Linked DNA regions of Zea mays: region 2 is linked to region 1. Evidence: chromatin contacts called from public Hi-C data. All regions are on one chromosome and are shown on one strand. Each heading gives the region's core, a stretch centred on a gene start, on an enhancer-like site or on the middle of the called end of the contact. The rest is flanking DNA. Distances are from core to core; before and after follow the strand shown. Region 1 holds the start of LOC100285115 (phenylalanine ammonia-lyase). Region 2 holds the start of LOC103653810 (auxin response factor 8).

The links. A called contact is a pair of places that touch in the nucleus more often than the background predicts.
Region 2: a Hi-C map of bundle sheath shows a contact between it and region 1, with 2.7 times the contacts expected there. The contact joins the promoter of LOC103653810 here to the promoter of LOC100285115 in region 1. A contact is called at or near these places in 7 of 25 Hi-C or Micro-C datasets (bundle sheath, ear, endosperm and 3 more).

Annotation. Positions count from the first base shown.
Region 1 is chr4:148,642,608-148,645,623 of Zm-B73-REFERENCE-NAM-5.0, forward strand. It overlaps LOC100285115 (phenylalanine ammonia-lyase), which reads right to left and starts at 1,435. Exons shown (of 2, transcript NM_001158010.2): 1 at 802-1,435. The coding sequence starts at 1,211.
Region 2 is chr4:148,950,694-148,953,709 of Zm-B73-REFERENCE-NAM-5.0, forward strand. LOC103653810 (auxin response factor 8) reads left to right here and starts at 1,547. Exons shown (of 3, transcript XM_008680610.3): 1 at 1,547-2,934. The coding sequence starts at 1,855. It overlaps LOC103653809, which reads right to left and starts at 848. Exons shown (of 2, transcript XM_020552639.1): 1 at 90-848. The coding sequence starts at 670.

The sequences.
Region 1 (3,016 bases), core at 185-2,684:
CCGCGAGCGTAGCCAGTGTTCCTGCCACGTTTTTTTAAAAAAATTGGTAGGCCGCGCTGGCGATCAGCGACCCGGCCAACTATATGCTGGTATGGTCGGTGGGACAGGAGTGGCCCGCCCGTACGGTGGTAGTGGCACAAGTTTGGGTGTACGCGTGCACCCAAGTTTGGTAGTGGCACCCATCATATTTAACTATTTGTTTTATCCAATCCTTAAACAATAAAGTGAAGAAATTATTATTAAAATACTATTGTTAATAAAACCAATATAATGTTTATATAAATTTTTTTGAATGAAACAAACCGACAAGTAAGACAGCTAAAAGTTTAAAAGGGAGAGAGAGTACATGATAGTGTATAGGATTGGTAGCGGAGTATACTACTACTGTACTCGTAAAGGTTGTAGGCACGAATGATGTGAACTATCTATCTATGGGATAAAAAGTTTGAGGTAGTTTAACGTTTATGCCAACCCACCAACGACCTAGCTAGCTACTAGCACAACTAACTACAACACCCCGAAAAAAAAAGGAAATACTGTATTTCTTGTTTCAGTAACTGATGGGATCCCGTGAACAGCTAGCACATGCAGCTGGCCAAGTCAGAACTGAAGAACTAGCACATGCAACTAGCACATGGCTACTAGCACATGCAGGCGCAGCTGGCGCGACGCTGCGCCTGCGGTGCAGCAGGACCTCGTGAATAAACCGCTAACACTGTTTGATAGGAGCATCTAATCTAACTGCGGAAACTAACAATCCAAACTGAACACGGCTGAGTCAGAACTGAAGAGTGGTCTGACCTGATGAGCTCCCTCTGGAGCGCGCCGCCTTCCTTGGTGCGGCGGTGGGAGGTAGCGCCGAAGCCGGTGGTGACGCCGTAGCTGTCGGTGCCGTTCATCATGCTGCCCATGACCCAGTCGCTGCTGGCCCTGACGCGCTCGCGAGCGGACTCGTCCAGCTCCACGCGGGCCTCGCCGCCCCCGGCGCCCACGGCCACGGCGGCCACCTGCGCGACGCTCAGGCTGGCGCCCTGGATCTTCACCAGCGGGTCGCGGAACTCCGCCACCATCCGCTTCACCTCGTCCAGGTGGCTCCCGGACAGGCCCTCCGCGGCCTTGCCCCAGTTCAGCGGGTCGGCGCGCGGCGCCGGCATGCACAGGCCCTCGCCGTTCAGGGAGGAGCGGACAAGCAGGCCGGCCTCGGACTCCATTGCGGACGGGGACACGTGCGTGCGCAGATGAGCGCGCGCGGACGGAAGTAGAAACTAGCTAGCTAGCTGGGGGAAATTAAAAGCTACTACACAAGAGTAGTACTGCTGGTAACTAACTACTAATGTGGCAGTGCTGTAGACGAAGAGCTGGGGAAAGGTAGGCTCTTCGTCCTGAGGAGAACGGTGCGGGGGAGGGCGGGCTTAATAAATAGCGTGGCCACGGGTGGGAGGGGGAGGTTGTTGGGGTCAGATCAGAGACTGGCATGGCACCGGGGTAGGTTGTTGGCGGGCCGAGCTGACTCCGCGACGACGCCTCCCTGTCCCTTGGATGGGCCGGCCAACCTTCTGCCGCCGGCGCTGGCAGCTTGGCCCGCGCGCAGCCGGTCGTCGCATGGCCGCCTGCCTGGGAATACGACACTCGACATTGACCCGGCGCCGGCCCGTCTGCTCGACGGGGCTCTGGGTAGTCTGGTTGCCGCCGGACGACGGGCGCACGGCACCGCACCAGACGCGGTTGCGCCCGGAGGTGGGCTGGTGGTGGGTGGCCACTGAGTGCGACGGGCTTGGTGGGGGGAGCCCGTGTGTGTCTGGACTGGACGCGAGCTATTGCCCAAGTATTAGGTCTCGGTCAGTCGGGTGTCGAGTTGGTCCGGTCCGTTGCCCCGGACCTTACAGGCTTACACACGCAACCACTGGGAGATTGCAGATGCTGCAAGTATGTCACTAGAAATGGCACGAAATGACGAGTCCACTTCGTTACGTTAGCACTCACGACTCCCTCTCAGCTGTGGCCTCTAGCTCTAGGGCATCAAGCAAGTACACATCAACCGTCCAGAAACTGCGCGCTTGTTTTGCTTTGGTTGCAATTTCTGCCCGACTCTGATAACCGGCCGATTGGAGTAAACAGGGGGAAAAAATGGAGAATCAAGTACTCGACTCAAGTATCGCGAGGTCAAGTTGCCCCCATATAATTCTGCACCAGCAGGAGAACGTCCAAGGAAAGAAAGGCGCTCCAGATCTGGCGCAGCATGCAATCTGTTAACTACTACTTCACCAGCAGCACTAGTCCCCCATGAAGCACTTCGTTGTGTGAACCAACTCAACCAAGTCATTCACTGGAAATGTTGTGGCAAACACTCATTGTTGTTCCCAAGTTCAGAGAACCGTGTCGTGCATGAAATATTCCACGATTCAACATTTTGGACCAAGGAGGAATTGTATTTCTTCCTAGAAAGAAAAAAAAAACCAAAGGCGTAAAATATTGTTGAAAGCGGCGGTCTAGTATTATTTACTTATTTGTTTGTTTGTTTGTACCAGCACTATTATCACTGTAGATGGCCAACTGGCCGGCCCGACACGACCCGGCACGGGCCCGGGGAAGCACGGCCCATCAGCCAACGGGCCGGCCCGGGTATACGGGCTGAACGGGCCGTGCCTAGAGAGCCCACGTGCCTGGCCGTTGGCCCAGGCACGGCCCTCTGGGCCACTTTTTGTGTCGGACCAGCCCGCTAGGCACGCTCAAAAAAACGGGTCGTGCCAGTGCCAGCCCGCTAATGTTCCCAAACAGCAGAAAATATAGATAAATTTAACCAAAGTTAAAAAACAGCAGAAAATATAGACAAATATAATAAATGAGTTGTTTTGTGCAATGCTGCCTCATTAAAAACCTTTCTAGGTAAAACTCACCCTTGTGAGAAACCCTAGAAAGGAAAAAAGAGTGCAGCCAGCTCAAAGTTTAATCACTAAGTTTGTATGTGTTACAAATGTATATTACAATACAAAATGACTATCTCACAATCACTCAA
Region 2 (3,016 bases), core at 297-2,796, 310 kb after region 1:
CTGCTACAACACAAGAGAAAACGTATGACTCAGAGAAATACATGAACTGCTACAACACAAGAGAAATGGTAAACACAATGTAGACTCACCTGGAGGAGTGTGAGCGAAGGATTTCCGTCGTTGTAGGATGGTTGTAGCAGTCTGGCAATTGCGACCTTTTTAATGATGGTGGGTGCACGATTTGGGGGATTTGTGTTGGAATCATTTGGCAAGGCACTTTCCAAATCAGCGTCGTAGATCGTGCGCTTTCCAAATCGGCGACGGAGATAATGCACGCAATTGCCAGATCGAGCGCGCTTGTTGGGGGGAATGGTGCATTGCCAAATTTGGGGGCCCTGGCTGCGTGGAAGGGGAAACGATGGGGCCCATGGCTGGTTGGGCTAGGGGACACGAGGGCTCCTCCACGGTCGGTCACACCACGATTGTGCGGCTGCGCGGAGGGGACGACGAGGCGGGGGCATGGCGTTCGGGCAGTTGGGGCATACGAGGCGGGTGCATGGGCTAGGGGACGCGAGGGCTCCGAGACAGCCGACCACACCGCGGAGTGGACGACGCAGAGGGGACGGCGTGGCGCCTGGAATGGTTGGTCGGGCGGGCTCCGTCCTAGGCAAGTCGGCGGCATGGCTGGTGATGCAGAGGAAACGACGGCGCAGAGGAGAAGTGAAGGCATCGCGAGCACAGATTCGGGCGACGCAGCGGGTGTGGGGCAGGACGAAGGCAGCCTCAGCGAGAGGACGAAGGGGGAGTCGCCGAGCACGGGGGGCGTCGGACTGGGGCGGGCGTGTAGCGAAGTGCCGAGGACGGGGAGAATGGGGCGGCGCGACGATGGCTGGGGTAGGGGCGAGCAATGTGAGGGGAGCGTAGGACGGGTCCACTATGGCAGTGACATGTTGGAGGGGAGTGGGAGGGAGAGGCGAGGCGGGGGCATGACCGCGCCGAGCGTCCACACTGCTTTCTTAATTAGTAGTAGGATTATCGTTCGTACATAATTACTTAATTACTTACAACTAAATTATTGTTTAAAAGTGTATGCTAAATAAAAGAATGTAGGTGGCTCGAAACTTGACGGGCTCGGGTACGAGTTTGGAATGACACTGGTAGGTGTGATCATAGTTAGATTTAGATAGATTTCACAGGTACGATCGCGAATATGATTTTGATTCACCCGACTCGAGCTCAATTTATTATGAAGGGTTTTTGCTCTACTCGACTCAAGTAGACTTATTGTCCTCTGTAGTCGACTCAGGTGGTCTTTGCTAGGGTGTAAATGGCACCGTGTGGATGGCTTAGCTCGCATGTTCAAGCCCTAGGTCATGCAAAACCCTTCAGTTTTTTCATCATTTACTATGTTTATTGAGACATCCAACATTTTTTTCATATGGAGATTGAGTGTCCAACATTTTTTTCTCTCTTTTTCAGTGGATATCAACATTTTATTTGAGAATTCGTTTCACATTTGCATAGTTGCACGGACCAGAAACCCCACAGGCCACAACCACAACGGTGTTCCTGGGTTTCGACCACGCTGAGTCGCTGACGCATACCGAAACTCACGGGCCTCAAACTTCCACACAGTGACGCCGCTCCACGCGTACTGGTACTCGTTGCTGTTTCCTACGCGACTGTCCGGCTCCGCACATCAGCCTGGGGGCCTGGCGCCCTGTCGCTCACTCCCACTCACCGAACGGGCACTTATAAGTCGCAACGGGGTTTACTCCTGCTCGTTACCGTGAAAAACAAGCACCACCGTAGCTCAGTTACACACGACACCGGCAGACCCGCTCGCCTTCGTCTCCTCCTCCTCCACCTCCCGCTCTCACTCTACTGGCCGGCCCTCGCCTCGGTGCGTTCCCGATGATCACGTTCGCGGACCTGACGGAGCCGGCAGCGGCCGGCGCCGAACGGTGCGTGGACCGGCAGCTGTGGCTGGCGTGCGCGGGCGGCATGTGCACCGTGCCGCCCGTGGGCGCCAGCGTCTACTACTTCCCGCAGGGGCACGCGGAGCACGCGCTCGGCCTCGCCGGTGCGGCCGACCTCTCCGCGGCGCGCGTCCCGGCGCTGGTCCCCTGCCGCGTCACGGCAGTGCGCTACATGGCTGACCCAGACACCGATGAGGTCTTCGCCAGGATCCGCCTCGTCCCGCTGCGCGGCGGGGACGCGGACGCGGACGCGGGTGGCGTCGAGGACGACGCGGCCGCGGCGGACGAGCAGGAGAAGCCGGCCTCGTTCGCCAAGACGCTGACACAGTCCGACGCCAACAACGGCGGCGGGTTCTCCGTGCCGAGGTACTGCGCGGAGACGATCTTCCCGCGGCTGGACTACGCCGCCGACCCGCCCGTGCAGACCGTCGTCGCCAAGGACGTGCACGGGGCCGCCTGGAAGTTCCGCCACATCTACCGGGGCACGCCGCGCCGGCACCTGCTCACCACGGGGTGGAGCACGTTCGTCAACCAGAAGAAGCTCGTCGCAGGGGACTCCATCGTGTTCCTCCGCGGCGACAGCGGGGACCTGCACGTCGGCATCCGGCGTGCCAAGCGCGGGTTCTGCGGCGCCGGTGGAGGCGGAGGCGACGACTCCCCTGCGGCCGGGTGGGACCATTACGCGGGCCTCATGCGAGGGAATGTGAGCCCGTGCGCGGCCGCCAAGGCACGGGGCAAGGTGCGACCAGAGGACGTGGCCGAGGCGGCGAGGCTGGCGGCCGCCGGGCAGTCGTTTGAGGTGGTGTACTACCCTCGCGCCAGCACGCCCGAGTTCTGCGTTCGCGCCGCCGCGGTCCGCGTGGCGATGAGGGTGCAGTGGTCCCCAGGGATGCGGTTCAAGATGGCGTTCGAGACCGAGGACTCCTCCAGGATTAGCTGGTTCATGGGCACCGTCGCCGGCGTCCAGGTCACCGATCCCATCCGCTGGCCGCAGTCGCCTTGGCGCCTTCTTCAGGTATGCAGCAGCAGCTGCTACTTCTCGGCTACCAACAAGGGGAAAGCTCTGCGCTTGGTGCTCACTTGTCGAATTGGCGATT